Regions from separate parts of the Sus scrofa genome. Here region 1 is linked to region 2. The links are chromatin contacts, called in public Hi-C maps. All regions are on one chromosome and are shown on one strand. The core of a region is the stretch at or near the end of the contact, and the rest is flanking DNA. Distances in the headings are between cores, read along the strand shown.

Region 1 (2,884 bases), core at 250-2,749, 150 kb after region 2:
ATGCTGTACAGTAGAAAAAATATATATGAATAAATGATAAAAAATATATATAAAGCAATTAACACAATAAAAAATAAAATAAAATAAAAACTGCAAAAAAATAGGCACTTACACTAATTACATTTCTTTCAAGGTTTTTTTTTTTTTTTAATCTTTAAGAAACAATACTAGAAACTATGTTGTTATGGAATAAACTAATGTTTTCCTTTTTGCACACATTGGGATTCAATTATTTGAAACTTGGAAATTACCTACCACTTGGTAGTCAGATATCAAGTGGCGAAGAAATTCACTTAAAATGAAATTTTCATGTAACAAAAGAATTTAAACGAAGCAGTCAACTCAGACGATGCAAAGCCAAGCAGTTATTCAGATCAATGAGTACCTGCTCTCCATTTATAAATGAAAAGAGTTGCAAAGATTTTTTTAAATTACTAGGATATAGAAAGAAAACGTCTTTTTTGGTCTCATCACATGTAGAGGGGAGAAAAAACTCAAAGACGGAAAAAAATAGGGAAAATGTCATTAATAACAAAATAAATCCTCACCTCTAAAGTGAGGAGGCTGGAAGGAATGGCCTCCAAGGTTTTGTCCATATCTTAAGTTTTTTTATTCCATTCAGTGTTGTCCAGGCTTAAAATGTATATATGAAAAGCAACTTACATTAACATTGACTTTTTCCTAAATTACTCAGATGGCTTACAATAGGCTAGAGAAAAGAAAAATGGGGAGATAAGGCAGAAAAAGGCAGTGATAAAACCCAAATGCTTCTTTTATTTGTCTTTGCTTTGTGTGATTACTCGACATGCTTCAAGCATTGTTGTAACAAAGCAAAATCACTGAAAAATAATCTTTTGCTGGGGATTCTTTAAAAAAAGTTTTGTTCTCTTTTAAATCTTATTTATAAAGGTTTCCAGATGCTTATCCTCACAGATAAAACACAGCATGATGTAGACACTTACAATAATATTCACTGCTATGAAGCCAAGAAAAAACTACTTAGAGATCTAACTGCCTATCACCCAAAGAATTGGGGGGCTGGAGAATTTTCTGTTGCTATGAAAGGTGTGATTCTCTGAAGCCATTTGGAAACAACCTAGGTTCTCAGCAGCAACACATCTCTCCTGTACTATGTCAAAGCACATCAAATGGTTGGCATTCCAAACCTCAAACAGGTTATTTCTCATTATGCGAATACATAATGAAAGGATGTGGGCAAAGAATAGAATGTAAATTGGAAGCTGACTTCTGAATTTATTAGCCAGCAGTACTGGGCTAAAACAGTCATTCTAATTTCAAGAGACAGTTCCAAAGTGGTTCTCAGGAGAAAGGACAGGGTAGTTTTCAAATATTTGTTCAATGTGAATGGACTGGGCTTGCCAAAAATGACTTTTTATGCTGGCATGTGATCTTTTCGAGGGAAGCCAGCCTGAGTCACTGGATACATCAAAGGTAGGGAGTCCAGTGAATGGAATTACTGCAGGCTGTGTGAACAAGCCAGATACCTGCATTCATCTGCCCACTGCTGGGATTTCAGCCCTCCTTTTAATTACATTAAAGCAGCTGGTACCACTGGTTACTGAAGTCTTCAGATTACCTTGATTGCTCGGTCATTATCTCTAATCAGCTGCTTCTTCTCATCTTCAAACTTCTGTATAACATCCTGGAGCCGCCTTTCTGCAGCAAGCTGCTGCCGGCTGTTCTCCTCTTTCAGGGAGGAAATGGTTGTCTGAAGTTCTGCTATGATCTAAAATGAAAACAGCATGCTATAACTGCAAATTCTTCAGCAAGATGCATCTATTTTATATGTATTTATGCTTAACGAGAGAAGGGATGTGGCAAAACTGGTCCACAAACTAAATATTTTCAATTAACGTATCACACACTCTAATGCATGAAATTCCACTCAATAAAAGACTATAATAAAACTGTGAATGGTGAACAACTGCTGAACCAAATACACTTGGAAGCCTTTCCCACTATAACATTCCACAGTATTTGCTCATCAGAGGAAGGAACATCTGTGATCTCAAAAATATGAAATGTGTCAGAGTTTATGTTACTGAGAAACACACTTATTAGAGTGAAAAAAGCTATTCTGCCTTTCATGATACTTTGAACTCTAACAAGCAATGAAAATCATGAACAGGGTTCATTCTTCACAGTTACCTAATTCTACAGAATGATTTTGGAGTGTTTACTAATGCTTGCGCATTGTGCTAAGAACTTGAGTCCCTCTGTCATTTACTCCTGGGAGAAAGCGTTATCATTGCCCAGCTCTTCTAAATGGAGAAACAGAGGCACAGAAAGAGGTCCAACTGCTGAAATCGACATCCAACCAGGAGACAGGGAGAATCTGAACTGTGTAGACAGACTGACTGTTGTACTGGTTGGCTCCTCTTAACTACCTAGGATGTGTCTTTCTTTTAGACAAGGTTACGGTATTGAAGGGAAGTTTATCATGATGTAGTTCCCCATAGGCTGCTTTCTTCCTAACGGATCATAAACTTTTTGATTTTTGGCTCAAACCAGTCACTTCAGAGACTCTTGCAGTATTCCCTACGTCTGCGAGTTGGTTCTCCCCATGACTGGGCTCCCTCCAAGTTCTCAAAGTAACTCTGATGACCTTTTTAGTTAGTGGGTTTACTGGGAGCACGGCTCTTCCTTTGGTTTGGATGTATCCATTTCCTTTCAAATTCAATAGTGTCGACCTTTTAAAAGCAGGAAATGGTTGTTTCTTCGAATAAAAGGGCGATCTTCATCCTGGGCTAGAACGCAGTGCTGTTGGTTCTACAGGGGGACGGCCGGTTGTTAAGAAACCCTGGGCAAGTTAGTACGATGTTTTCCTTGAAGCTCAGTTTTCCAATGATTATTTGATGACGAA
Region 2 (2,797 bases), core at 173-2,672:
GTCCAGAAATGGCGACGCGCGGAGTCTCTGCCTCTCCGCAAAAGGGGCAGGGGCAGCCGGGGGCGCGGGGCCCGGGCGGGAGGAGGGACGCGGGGGACGCGGGCGCCCGGGGCTCGGGCCGCTCCAGCGCGCAGACTGAGCCTCGGCCAGCGCTCAGGGCCCCTAAGCGCGGACCAGTGGCTGGGAGGGGAGGAGAGAGAGGCGGGAGGGGAGGATGGGGAGGGGGGAGAGGTGGGGGGAGAAAGGGGCGGAGGGGAGGGCAAGCGGGGGGCGCCGCCACCCTTTCATCCCACCTTCCAAAGGCACTCCAGCGCACACTCACACCCCGACTCACATCCATAACAACCACAGCGATGCAACTCCCAGGGGGAGGGGGTAATCTACCCCCTCTCCGCCCCCGCCGCAGCAGCCACTTGCAGAAGTCTCTCCCCCTGGGCCCCCGCCATCCCGGCCACCACTCTGGGGAGGGGGCTTGGGCGCGCAGGGCGGCCCAGCCAAGCCCCCCGGAGCGCTGGGCGCCTGGCCCGCCGCTCCTCTCCGCGCCCGCCCGGAGCGCGCCCCGAAATAGCCGGCCGGCCAACTTCAAAGGGCCGCCGGGAACATCAAAGCGCGCGGACCGCCCCGCAGCCGCGGCCTCGGCACTCACCATTGATCCGCGCGCGCGCTCAGCGGCAAGACCTCGCAGGCGCCCCGGGCAGGGCCCCGGCCCTGGCCCCCGGATCGGCTCGCAGTGGCAGCCCCGGGCCCCCCCGGGCCAGTCCCGGCGTCGGGGAACATGGGGAGTCGCGCGGCAGGGAAGGGAGTGCGGGGAAACAACAATCCTGGGATTAGAGCGAGATCCACCGGCGAGGAGGGGGGAGCGGCGCGCCCCACCGCCCCTTTTATGCAAAAGATCCGAGTGGGCCTCCGCCCCCGCCGCGGCCGCCCCCGGCCCCTCCGGCCCCCGCCCGGCCCGGCTTTCAACACAGGTCCTGTTTCCAGCAGTCACTCCGCGCACCAAATGTCCTCCGGGCGCTTCCAACAAAAACTGCGCTGTGGATTTAACTGTGCACTTCAAAGGCGCGAGCCGAGCGCACGGTCCTGAAAGGGAGGTACGCGCCGGCCGCGCCCCGACCGGCCCCCCGCGCCCCCACCGCCCCTCCTCGGGGCCGTCCGGCTCGCTGCCCCCCTCCTGGCCGGGTCTCTGTTGGGCTGGACCCCTTCCAGCCCCTGGCGCCCGCGACGCGGCTGGGCGCGACCTCGCCCCCGGCCCCAGGGGGGCTCTCTTTGAAGCGGCTCTGCTGGGGCCGCGCCTCCACCCCCCACCTTTTACAGCAAAGCTTTCGGCTGGGTAGACAGGCGCCTCCGACGCCGGGCGGCCCCAAAATCCATAGCTAAGAAGGGTTATTTTTATTTCCCGGCGCTCGGGTTGTTACTGAGTTGCCAGGACCTTATCAAAGCGCAGCCGGCTCCAGCCGACTCCCCCGGGCCGGGCTTGGGGGAGCCAGTGATCCCGCCGCGCCAATCACAGCCGCGCTCGGCCGGCCCGCGCCGCCCGCCTTAAAGGGACAGCGCCGGGCGCCGCCCCGGCCCGGCCCGGCCCGCCCCCGCAGCAAGCTCAGCTCTGGCGTGAGCCCTTCCCCGGCCCTCCTCCGCCCCCTTCCAGGCCCCCGCGGCCACCGGGGCGCTCTCAGCCCGAGTTCTGATTCGGCCTTCCAAGTTCTCTGGCCTTTTTGCTCGAGCTCCCTCCCCCCGCCTCCCCCCCCACCCCACCGTCATCCCCTACTCTGGAAAGCAACAGTTTATTGTAGCATTCTGGCCATGGCAAGAACTGCAAGCAGGAAAAAAAAAAAAAAAAAAAAAAAAAAAAAAATTTTTTTTCTCGGTCATCAAACACTTTTCTACCTCTATTCAACTTTCCCGGGGAATTGGGCTGGAAGAGTCTTGTAAAAGTGCTGGTCCTGGGAGGGGATGGCCAAATGTACGTGCTTGTGCGCGCCCGTATCTGAGTGTGAGTTAGGATCAAGGTGGGCCCGTGTGTGGATGTCTGAGGATGGGGGCGTGAATCTGCCAGCATAGGCCTGAGTGCTGCAGATGGGCCCTGACACCTCCTTAGGAAGCGCTCCTCAATTCCCTGAAGACTTAACCCCAGCTTCCCAACCTGGCCATCAGAAGCCTCCCCCACACACTTGGACTATCTTTCTGTATCAGCCTCATACACAACACTCTCTTGGAAGCATCCCCCATCCTCCCATATGTTACACATTAAACAGATATGGAATGCCTTTTTCCCCATCCCCTCTCAGTTTTAATGCACTGAAAACGCCTCACCCCACTGTCACCCTCGAATCCTTCCCAACATTCCCCAATAATGTTTAGGAGTTACAACCTTCTCACTTAAAGTAATAAGAAAATATGCCACAAACCCAGAACATTGGTTGCCGAGGAATGATCTCTCATAGGATGAGCTAATAATTGACTTTTCCTCTTTCTAAGAATCATAAAGGTATAGACCAAATCTGTTCAAGAGCCTGGCATCATCAGAGCTGTGGGAGGCCTTGCCCCTCCAACTCTGCTCACTTTTTCTTCATTTACTTTCTTAGTGGACTGAATGGATAACAAACGCTTTTAAATGCAGCAGCGTCTCTAATCTGTCATTAACCTTCGGATCTATAAAGCATACAAGAAATGTGTTTTCTCGGTCTGTTTAGGTTTCATGGGAAAAGAGCAAGCAGAGTCAGCACCCACAATCTGCTGGGAAAGGGCAGGGAAGGTCCTCTACCGGCTGTGACAAGGGACCAGAGCTTGAGCAAGCCAT

What was found. Hi-C and Micro-C count contacts between places; a contact is called where the count stands out from the background.
Region 1: a contact with region 2 is called in a Hi-C map of skeletal muscle, with 4 times the contacts expected there. The contact joins the enhancer-like site here to the promoter of AXIN2 in region 2. A contact is called at or near these places in 1 of 5 promoter capture datasets (fetal skeletal muscle), 3 of 47 Hi-C or Micro-C datasets (fetal heart ventricle, heart right ventricle and skeletal muscle) and 1 of 2 datasets of contacts at active chromatin or transcription factors (skeletal muscle).

The regions. Positions count from the first base shown.
Region 1 is chr12:12,487,007-12,489,890 of Sscrofa11.1, forward strand. It overlaps CEP112 (centrosomal protein of 112 kDa), which reads right to left. Exons shown (of 28, transcript XR_002337057.1): 23 at 1,598-1,747. Among named protein-coding and RNA genes, the nearest start is that of AXIN2, 150 kb to the left of the region's middle. Within about 2 kb of position 1,500, at least 15 of the 83 cell types and tissues checked have an H3K27ac peak or open chromatin away from gene starts, as enhancers often do. A contact at or near this core is called in fetal skeletal muscle and skeletal muscle, where this site is marked.
Region 2 is chr12:12,341,785-12,344,581 of Sscrofa11.1, forward strand. AXIN2 (axin-2) reads right to left here and starts at 1,423. Exons shown (of 11, transcript XM_021066736.1): 1 at 1,306-1,423. The region is part of intron 27 of CEP112 (centrosomal protein of 112 kDa); the gene reads right to left.